Regions from separate parts of the Gossypium hirsutum genome. Here region 2 is linked to region 1. Evidence: chromatin contacts called from public Hi-C data. All regions are on one chromosome and are shown on one strand. The core of a region is the stretch at or near the end of the contact, and the rest is flanking DNA. Distances in the headings are between cores, read along the strand shown. Region 1 holds the start of LOC107888707 (transcription factor GTE8). Region 2 holds the start of LOC107888729 (protein TPLATE).

The links. A called contact is a pair of places that touch in the nucleus more often than the background predicts.
Region 2: a Hi-C map of leaf shows a contact between it and region 1, with 2.0 times the contacts expected there. The contact joins the promoter of LOC107888729 here to the promoter of LOC107888707 in region 1. A contact is called at or near these places in 7 of 34 Hi-C or Micro-C datasets (callus, hypocotyl and leaf).

Annotation. Positions count from the first base shown.
Region 1 is chrA09:15,176,316-15,181,445 of Gossypium_hirsutum_v2.1, forward strand. It overlaps LOC107888707 (transcription factor GTE8), which reads right to left and starts at 2,598. Exons shown (of 10, transcript XM_016812884.2): 1 at 307-2,598; 2 at 106-154; 3 at 1-15. The coding sequence starts at 1,533.
Region 2 is chrA09:15,798,918-15,804,047 of Gossypium_hirsutum_v2.1, forward strand. It overlaps LOC107888729 (protein TPLATE), which reads left to right and starts at 2,677. Exons shown (of 7, transcript XM_041077806.1): 1 at 2,677-3,922; 2 at 4,278-4,874; 3 at 5,091-5,130. The coding sequence starts at 2,801.

The sequences.
Region 1 (5,130 bases), core at 1,348-3,847:
CAACTTGGTCATTCCCTGCAAACAAAAAAGTCAAACAGAAAACCAAGTCAGAAAGAAAACATACCTCAGAAGGGGGTTATTATGCACTAGGATTTGAAAGATGACCTTTGCCTTGTTGCATGGATGAATTACTCGGTGCAGATTCATTAATTAGCTGCATCAGAAATTTTCCCCAAAAAAAAAGAAAAAAGAATATAAGTAGAACTCAACCACTTTGCATTTACATACATATATGAGTGTATTTTGAAGCATCAAAAGCAAGCAATGGTACTGATTTTTCAGCCTTTATTATGCGAGGATTTGTACCTCAATTTCACAAGGTTCACCTCTTGCTTGGATTTTCTGTTTCTCTTGCAAATAGTCATCTAGAAGTCTCTTCAAAGTGAACAAGGTGTCAACACTGAGGTCATCAATATCAATCTCAATTTCTTCTTCTCCAGATTCGGTTCCATTTGAACTGTGCTCTCTCAAGAAATCAATGATATGTGTAGGCATTTCTGCGAGCAAAGATTCCAGTTGTCTGCCTAGATTGTGTTTTTCCTCGTCCGTCATCCTCTTTACAGGTTCCTTTATAATTTCCTGGGTCACTGAGGTTGTCTTCCTCTTTTTTGCAGGAGGCATAGGCTTAGAAGTCTCTATGTCCTCAGAAGGAGCTTTACTTTGTACCAACTGGGTACCAGTAACTGGTAACTTCTTCTCAATGTTTTTCCACCTTACCTCAAAAAACTTGTTAAGGGTATCAGCCATAATGTGGACATCATTTCCAGGGGGATTATAGGTCATTGCATTACTGAAAGTAAGCTTCACATCATCATGAAACTCCAAAGGGGTTGCATATGCCCCTGATGCCATCTTCTTTTTAATCGTTCCTAGGTCCATGGGCTGCTTTATAACAGTAAAGTAATCTGGAATATTCAACTTGACTATATCTACCGGTTGGTTGAAGACCCACCCATACTGATGGCTCATCAGTCGTTTTAGAAGACCCTCACACTGCTTCATCAACATCATATTTGAGGTGTTCGATGCTGAAGCATGTTTTGCAGACTCAGATTTTCCTGAAAAAGTCCGATTAAACGCACGAGCCTTGCCACTCAAAGGATTCCCTTTCTTCCCAGGTCCAGAAGCCATCATGGATGATTTCTGAAAATCCCGTGCGTGAGGTAAAATTTGTCCATTGCTGCAACTAAGAATATCACTGGAAGATGACACAGTAACCCCATTTGTCCTTTGCAACTCAACTTTCTTCTGAAGCATCCGAATCTGCTCCAATTCATGTCTCAACCTATGCATCAAATCCTTTCTTTCAAACTGTGACAATTTTGACAGTGACAGCACTTCCGTACGGACACCAAAGGTGCCAAGTTTATCAGGGTTCAAACTGATACATTTTCTCTGCGGTGCACTTGAATCTTCTGAAGCAGTAAACTCCATATCAATTCTTCCTGAGCTACCAGATCCCTCTGATTCACCAGGAGGCTCATACGGGCCACAGTAATACTCTCCTGCAAACCTATCACGCTTTGCCAACATCTTAGCCAAAGCACCTTTCTTCTTATATCCCTTTATTCAGTGTAAAGGAGCTGCTGACTTAATTGCCGCACTCTGAAGATATCAGCCATAGGAGCAAAATTATCCCATCTGATTTTCTAGAGTAACTATAAATCCACCCTTTAACTACAACTACTAGAGTAAAGGTCAGTAAAAGTTTTAAACAAGTTTAAATCAATTCCCACCGCACTTACCCAAATATAAAATATTTAACCATTGTGAATACTTTCTTGAACTATTTATCTTTTGAAAGACACAAATTCACTAGATTAAACACTAGAGAAGAGAACATTAATAGGAACCAAATTCTCCCATTCCACAGTGAATAAATCCAGATTTAAAATTTTCCCGACGATGGGAAAGGAATTAAACAGCACGAGAATAAATTGAACTTATTCACAGTTCAATTAAAGCAGCTCTTACCTGCATTTACCCAGATCCTGAATTTTATTTACACTACCCATCTTTAGAAACCCCAAATTCACCACATTAATTAAGAAAAAAACCCACCATATTGAACTCTATAAAACACCTAAAAGGCAAGAACGCGAAATTCGCATTTAATAAAATTTCAATCATGCAGGAAAGCTAAAATTGCAAGTAGAAAAACTAGCTTACTGATTTAAATTGAAAATATATAGTATCATTTACTAGATAAAGCCTCAAATCTTTACAACAGAAGAAGCTTGATACAACAAAAACCCTAATCCAATATCAAACCCCTCTCGCCCTAAGAATAAAACCCAAACCCGGATCCAAAAAGAAATCTAAAACCCATAAGAAACCAGTAACAATTACCAGTCTGTCACTGCTCGCTCACTGTTCCTCCTATGTCGAGAACCCTTTCTTCCCTTCCTCAATCGTTTCGCCGACAAAGTAAAAGAGAGAAGCAAAAAAAAAAGGCACAAACAGGAGAAAACTCTAGATCAAGAAACCCTAGAGAAACTAATAATTAATATTCTTAAAATAGAAAGGAAAAATGTTTTATTGAATTTTAAAATTTTGGATCGAAAAAGATTATTGGCGAGATCAGGAAGGGAGTTTAACTTCGTATCTCGTCTCTCTATTTAAAGGGCTTTTGCTTCTTTTGGAGAAATTATGACCGCTAGATTCAGGATGAAAGTCAACGGACGGTTCGATTTAAGATCGATCTCGAACGTCCGCTTTTGGCATGCTGATTTAGCACTATTAATCATTCAAATTTGTTTTTTGTCAATTATTGTTTTAGTCCCTGTACTATTCTAAAATTCAAAATTTATTCCTTCTACTTCAATTTCCCATAATTTTTTTTATGATGTCATTAATAGCACCATTCACACTTACGGGGAAGGCAATAAAGCAGCTGGTGCTCTATGTCGAATGGCTAGTTCCATGCTACCGAATCTTTCAGTTTTCACTTCGCCTTTAAATGAAGGGATTCACGAACTGCATCACAATGTACTTAGGATAGTTCCTTAATTCCCTATTATTTCTCTTATTCCTACCATTAAAGTAATAATATTTTTTTAAAATTATTACTCAATTACACAATCGATGAAAAATCTAGTCAACTAGTAACAAAATTCACATTTTAATCAAATATTTAATTTTTATTTTTTATCTAAAAATTATGTCATAACGACAATAAATAATAGTGTTATCAATTTTAACCTACTAATAATATAATAAAAACAAAGAGATCAAATTATATTAAATTAAAAAAATTAAATTTCAAATTTCAAGATATTATTTAAATAAAAATTAGAATTTTTTTTTTTTGGATAAAAGCTTGTTTTTGTTCTACATAGGTATTATAGAAACCTCACTCAACCTAGGTATAGTCTACCCGACTTTCTACACCCATATACAACATGGCACATAAAAGATTCAACTCTTATCAAATGTCTCAAAGTTCTTGTTTGAGCAAAAATGGTCAACACCACAAACCAATTCACTCTCCGCTATAATATCGCATATGGTATCCAAGATCATGTAATCTATAATTTAATCCTATAAACACAACATTTCATTCGTAAAGTTTGACACTTGAAAAAACTCAAATCACTTTTGTACATGTTTTAAAGGTTCGACTAAAAAAATGATAATCTCTCTCTTTTTCTCTTCATGGATAACAAACCATGAAAAGTTAAACAAAAATATGAAGTCAGTCCCGTCAACAAAGGCTATGTTCATCTAGGCTATGTTCATCTCTAACCTTGATAAGATAGTGACTATCAAATTTAGGCATGATGAGCAATTGACTCATGTTAGATGTAATATCCCGAATTAGGGCCTAATCGGAATAGTGGTTTCAGGACCACAAATCCGAGATAAAATGTAATGACCCAAAATTCACGGGCATCGGAAAAGTATAATATCGGGCCTCCGTCTTAGTAAATTGAGTTCGAAAATAATTATTAGAAATATTTACTAGACTAGTTGTGTGTTTAATTAGGTTTTAGATCGATGAATTTAGCTTAATTATGAGTAATTAGCAAAAAGGATTAAATTGCAATAGAAGTGAAAGTTAATTATAGATTAAAGGAAAATAATAGGGACCAAATGGGCAATTAAGCCACATTTGGAAGTTGAGGCGGCATAACATTGTAAAAATCTTAGATTTTTATATTATTATTTATATAAATATATAAATTAATTATAAAGTATATTATTAAATTAATTACATTATAAATATTATATTAAGAAATAAATTAAATAAAGACAAATGTATGGTGATAATTTAATACAAGTGTATTAATAAAATACATACATTTGTAATATTTTTATTAATTACTAAGTAGATATTTGTTTTAATTATTATTATATTAAAGTAATTAAATAAAAGGAAATAAAAAGAAAAAGAAAGAAACAAAACAGAAAAGAAACAGAATAGAAAGAACAAAGGAACAGAGAAAGAGACGAAACAGGGGAGAAACAGGGGAGAAAGAAAGAAAGAAAAAGAAAAAGGGAAAATATGGTTTTTGAAGCTTGAATTTAATTTGGTAAGTCAAATTAGCCCTTTTCTCTTAATTCTAATGTTTTAAAAGCTTTAAAACAAATTTTTGATGGAATTAAGTTGATATTTTGTAAGTTCATAGGTTTTCAAGTATATTTTATGTTGAATAAATTGTTGAATTAGGGATTAAATTGAATGAATTTTAAGTTAGAATTGAAAAAGGGATTAAATTGTAAAAGAAACTATAAGTTTTATATTCTAGGGACTAAATTGAGGGAAATTCGAAATTAGGAAAATATGCCGAAATTTTAATAGTTAAATTTGAGTTTGGATGAAATTTGAATAGAAATAGAGTGTGAATTGAACTAGAAAAGTAAGTGAATTTAGTTAGGATTAAATTGAGAATAAGGAAGAAATTGAATAGAAATTTAATTATTTATCATAATTAGTGCTGAAATTAATAGTATAAATTATTATCATTTTCGTAGCTAGCAAAGAACCAGAAGCGTCGGCACGGAAGGGAAAAGAGAAGATTATCGAGGAGTAAACTCGAGAAAATTACGGTTTGTATTACTATAATTCAAATTATTTATTTTTAAATGTTAAATTTTAATTTATGTGTCTAGTAAATGAAATGTGAGGTA
Region 2 (5,130 bases), core at 1,427-3,926, 620 kb after region 1:
TTGGGTTTCGATCACCTCCAATTAACCTTGAATAAATCTTAAATGATTTTAAAAGTTTGAATCTTGTCTAAAATATATTTTAATTATTTTATAAAAATATTTTAAATTTCCAATCTTTAAACAAATCCAATATTTCTTACTCGTACATTCTTCGGTGACATCTTTCAACCGCACCGATCGTCTGAAAATGGTGAGGGATGTTACACATACTATCAATCCCACCACAAATCAAAATTTATAATCTGAACATACTCTTGCACTTGAATTTTCCTTTACAACTATGTTAACTTTAACAAGTAGGAAGTCAATATCACATCATATCCTACACTAACTTTTTTAAACTTTTAGCCTTTTAGCCTATGTAACCATTTATGAAAAATTACATGGAATATGTAGATAATCATTCGATGCCCTGTTACGATATGATAAAATATTAATTACGATATTTCGGTGTGTGCAAAGCACGACTTAGCCATCCAAATCCCATAATACGCAGAATGTGCCATTTTGATACTCCCAAGCACTACAAGCAGCCAACAAACACTATAACGAGCTCATGTAGTCTATAACATGCCAATTATATTCAACTAGCTTTCCAACAATGTTCACAATAGCTATTATTAACAATTATTGTTTTTATAAGTGAATTACTTGGTTTTACAAACTTAGTTTTCAGGGGAAAATTTAGTAGAAAATTTAGTGGAGAGGAATCTAGATCTTTAATGTGAAGGTAAGATTGTTATACCAATGTGATAGCAATTAAATCATTATTTTTACAAGATTAAAGATAGTGAATTATCTTTCAAGATAAAACTCCAGCAAACATTGAAAAATCAAATTGCGAAAGAAATTGTTTTATGTTTTTTTTTTGCAGTTACTGTTAGTACTTATAATTATTCCTTATAACTACTTCCTCTATTTCTGCAATAATAAATTAATTTCTTTCAAATTACGTTTCAACCTTATTTGTTATATTCAAAATTTAACATTTTACTAATATTTTTCTTCAAACTACTGATAATCTTGATGGATGTATACATATTGTGTTTACTAAATGTCATTTTCATATTTAATATAATCTAATTGAATTTGAACTGTTGTTGTGAAAATTGTATTCGAGTATTTGGTTTAATAAGTTGTGAATTTAATTTGGTACATACCATTTAATTAAAAATCCTTCAAATAAGTTTAATTAAAAAAATAAAAAATTATTGGGTAAACTGCGCTTCAGGTCACTCTAAAATAACATTGCTCCTATTTTGGTCACTCTAATTATTTTGTCAATTTAATTACTCTAATTAAGATAATTGCTCGAATTGGTCACTGTTGTTAAAATTTTCGTTAAACCACTAACGGATTGCTAACATGGCTTTTTTTTTTTTACCTTTGAGTATAGCTAGAAAGCTCTTTATAATTAGTTCAAAACACTTTCTTATTTTGTTTATTTGCAACATAAGACTAAGGTTTGGAAGTTCTCTTTTTCTTTTGTTGTTGTTTGTTTCTTAGGAAAAGTAAAAGAGAAAAATGAAGATAGTTTTGACTTGTTTATTTGGCTTGTCCAAAATAACCCATGTTCTAATTTCTTAGGTAATTATATCACTCTTTTTCTTTTCTTTAATTTGATTTTCTCTTAAAATTTTTCAAAAAGAACACACAAAGAAGAAAATAAAAGAAAAAACTTAAAAATTACTTTATAAAAATCTTAAAATCTTCCCTTGGGTACCCTCAAAATCATCTTTCCATTATTAATTTCAACACGCATCTAGTAACAATAACATAATTGCTATGGAAAAAAAAAGACGAAATATTTTTGGGAAATCATTGTTTTCATCAATAAAGTTGAACACCCAACAAAACTAGATTTGTTAATAAACTAAACACGCACGATGAAACAGAACACAATCAAATCCTAGAAATTTAAAAATTAAGAAGAAAAAATAAATTTTCTTAAAAAAAAAAAGTAAAGAAAAACTTACCATACTAAGATTAGATCTTGAAGAAATTGCAAAGGATCTCTGAAAAGCACGTAGCTGAATCTGAGCACAAATCAAGCGTGCACAAATAAACACTATGAGCATAATACTCACGGTAAAACCTATAAGTCAACAAACAAGTCAAAACTATCCTCATTTTCCTTTGATACTTTTCCGAGGAAACAAACAACAAAAAGGAAAAAGAGAACTTACCAACTTTAGTATTATGTTGCAAATGAACAAGAAAAAAGTATTTTAGACTAATTACAAAGAAGGTACTAACTTTAGTTAAAAGTAAAAAAAAATGATATTTCAACATCCGTTAGTGGATTAACAAAAATTTTAACGATAGTGTCTAATTCGAGCAATTATCTTATTCAGAGTGACTAAATTGACAAAAAAATAAAATGATCAAAATAAAAATGACACTATTTTAGAGTGACCTACTGTATAATTTGCCCCAAAAATATTATATGCCATGAAATTTAAACATTTAACCCCTTAAATTTATATTAAAATTTGTTCAATTTAATAAAATACATATTTCTATTAAATGTATAACATTATTTAATATTTAAAAACTTTTTACAACCAATAACCAAAGTCCAAACCAACAAACATAGGCCGAACCGAAAACCGATGCAAGTTCATATACAGACCCGGCCCAATTTGGTTCAACCACAATGCCAAGCTGGTCCGGAGCTAACATTTTCATTTTGATAACTGCTTTCTTGCACCTCTTCGTTGTATCAGATCAGATCTTCAAATTGACTAGTTCGAACTTCATCCCGATGTTCCATTGAGAAACCCAAATAATTTTTTTGTTAATGGATATTCTTTTTGCTCAAATCCAAGCGGATCTCCGCTCAAACGATGCTCTCCGCCAGTCCAGCGCTCTTCTCTCCGCCCTCCAACAATCCGCCGCCGGTCGCGACATTTCCATAATTGCCAAATCCGCCGTTGAAGAAATCGTCGCCGCCCCTGCCTCCGCCGTCTGCAAAAAGCTTGCCTTCGACCTCATCCGATCCACTCGTTTAACCGCCGACCTTTGGGATTCTGTCTCTACCGGCATCCGTAACGACTTCCACTTCCCCGATCCCGATGTCGTTGCTGCTGCAGTCTCCATCCTCGCTGCCATCCCTTCTTATTCCCTCGCCAAACTTATCACCGATTCCAATGCCGAGATCTCTGCTTGTTTCGATTCCCCTTCCGATAACCTCCGGTTCTCCATCACCGAGACTCTAGGATGTGTTCTCGCTAGAGACGATCTCGTAACGTTGTGTGAAAACAATGTTAATCTTCTCGATAAGGTATCAGCTTGGTGGGCTCGGATTGGGCAGAATATGTTGGACAAGTCCGACACGGTTTCAAAGGTAGCATTTGAATCCGTGGGGAGATTATTTCAGGAATTGGATTCAAAAAGGATGAGCAGATTAGCTGGTGATAAGCTTGTTGATAGTGAAAATTCTTTGGCTATAAGGTCAAATTGGGTTTCTTCAATGGTTGATTTCGTTTGGAAAAAACGCAGCACTTTAATGGCAAGGTCATTGATTTTACCGGTTGAGAGTTTTCGAGCAACTGTTTTTCCTTTAGTTTATGCAGTTAAGGCAGTGGCTTCGGGGGGATTGGAAGTTATAAGGAAGATTTCAAAGGGTTCTAAAGTGAATGGGACTGTGGTGGATTCCAATGCGGAGAAATTAGTTGGTGTGTCGGATTTAGTCACTCATTTGGCTCCATTTCTGGCATCTTCGCTGGAACCTGCGTTGATTTTTGACGTCGGGATTAATATGTTGTATTTGGCTGATGTGCCTGGAGGGAAGCCTGAGTGGGCTTCACAGTCAATAATTGCTATTTTGACACTTTGGGATAGACAGGAGTTTGCTTCTGCGAGAGAAAGTATTGTTCGAGCTGTTGTTACTAATCTTCATTTGCTTGATCTTCATATGCAGGTGTGTTTTTTTTTTTTTTTATAATTCTTTTGCATAAATTAAATTTGGTTTTCTTAGTGTGTAAGAGATAGGTCTGAATCACTGATATAGCGAGTTTATGAAATTTTACTGGTGAGAGCGTTTCAAGGTTAGCTGTCACACTGGGAAAGATAGAATAATGAAATATATATGTTAGAATCCATCCTTAGAAGTTTCTTTATTTCTTCAGTGTGTTGGAAGTCAGTTCTTATATTTTGTCTTTCCAGAAGTGATTTCTGAAAGTGGTTTTGTGTTTGCTATTGCTTATAAGCCCGAAGGTCATAATGTTTGAACATTATGTAGAAAACTGCTTGATATTCTAAAATTTCTCATGAAGGTATCATTGTTCAAGAGGCTGCTTCTTATGGTAAGAAACCTGCGTGCAGAATCGGACCGAATGCATGCTTTAGCCTGTATTTGTCGGACAGCTTTATGTGTTGATCTCTTTGCAAAGGAAAGTGTTCGAAGAGGCCAGAAACCTCTTGCCGGAACTGATATAGCTTCTCTTTTGGAGGATCCTAGTGTAAAAGATGATCTTCATAATGTTACAAGTAAAAGCTTGTTCAGAGAGGAGTTGGTAGCAACTCTTGTTGAAAGTTGCTTCCAGTTGTCATTACCTTTACCTGAACAAAAGAATTCAGGTATGGAGAGTAGAGTGATTGGAGCCTTGGCATATGGAACAGGATATGGTGCATTAAACTGGACAGAGACAGCTCTGGAAGTGGTGGAAGTTTGTAGGCCTTGTGTCAAATGGGACTGTGATGGAAGGACTTATGCAGTTGATTGCTATTTGAAGCTGCTTGTTCGGCTCTGCCATATTTATGATACCCGGGGAGGTGTGAAAAGAGTCAAAGATGGGGCTTCCCAAGACCAAATCTTAAATGAGACGAGATTGCAGAACTTACAGCGTGATCTTGTAAAAGATCTGCGTGAGGTATGTGAGATCTTATTGAGAACTTAAACGCTACACTATATCTTACAAGATATGTTGTGCTCTGCTAATAAAATATGATGTATACTATTTTGATGGTGAACTAGTAAGTAAAGAATAATTCTAATTTCTAAGGGTGTTTAAACATGATTTTGGTCTGTTTGTTACTATTATTGTTATTTCATGTTGACCTCTGGTCTCTTGGTGTCCATTTGCTAGGTAAGTACCTCGAGAATATGTGCACGTCTTCTTTGGGCTA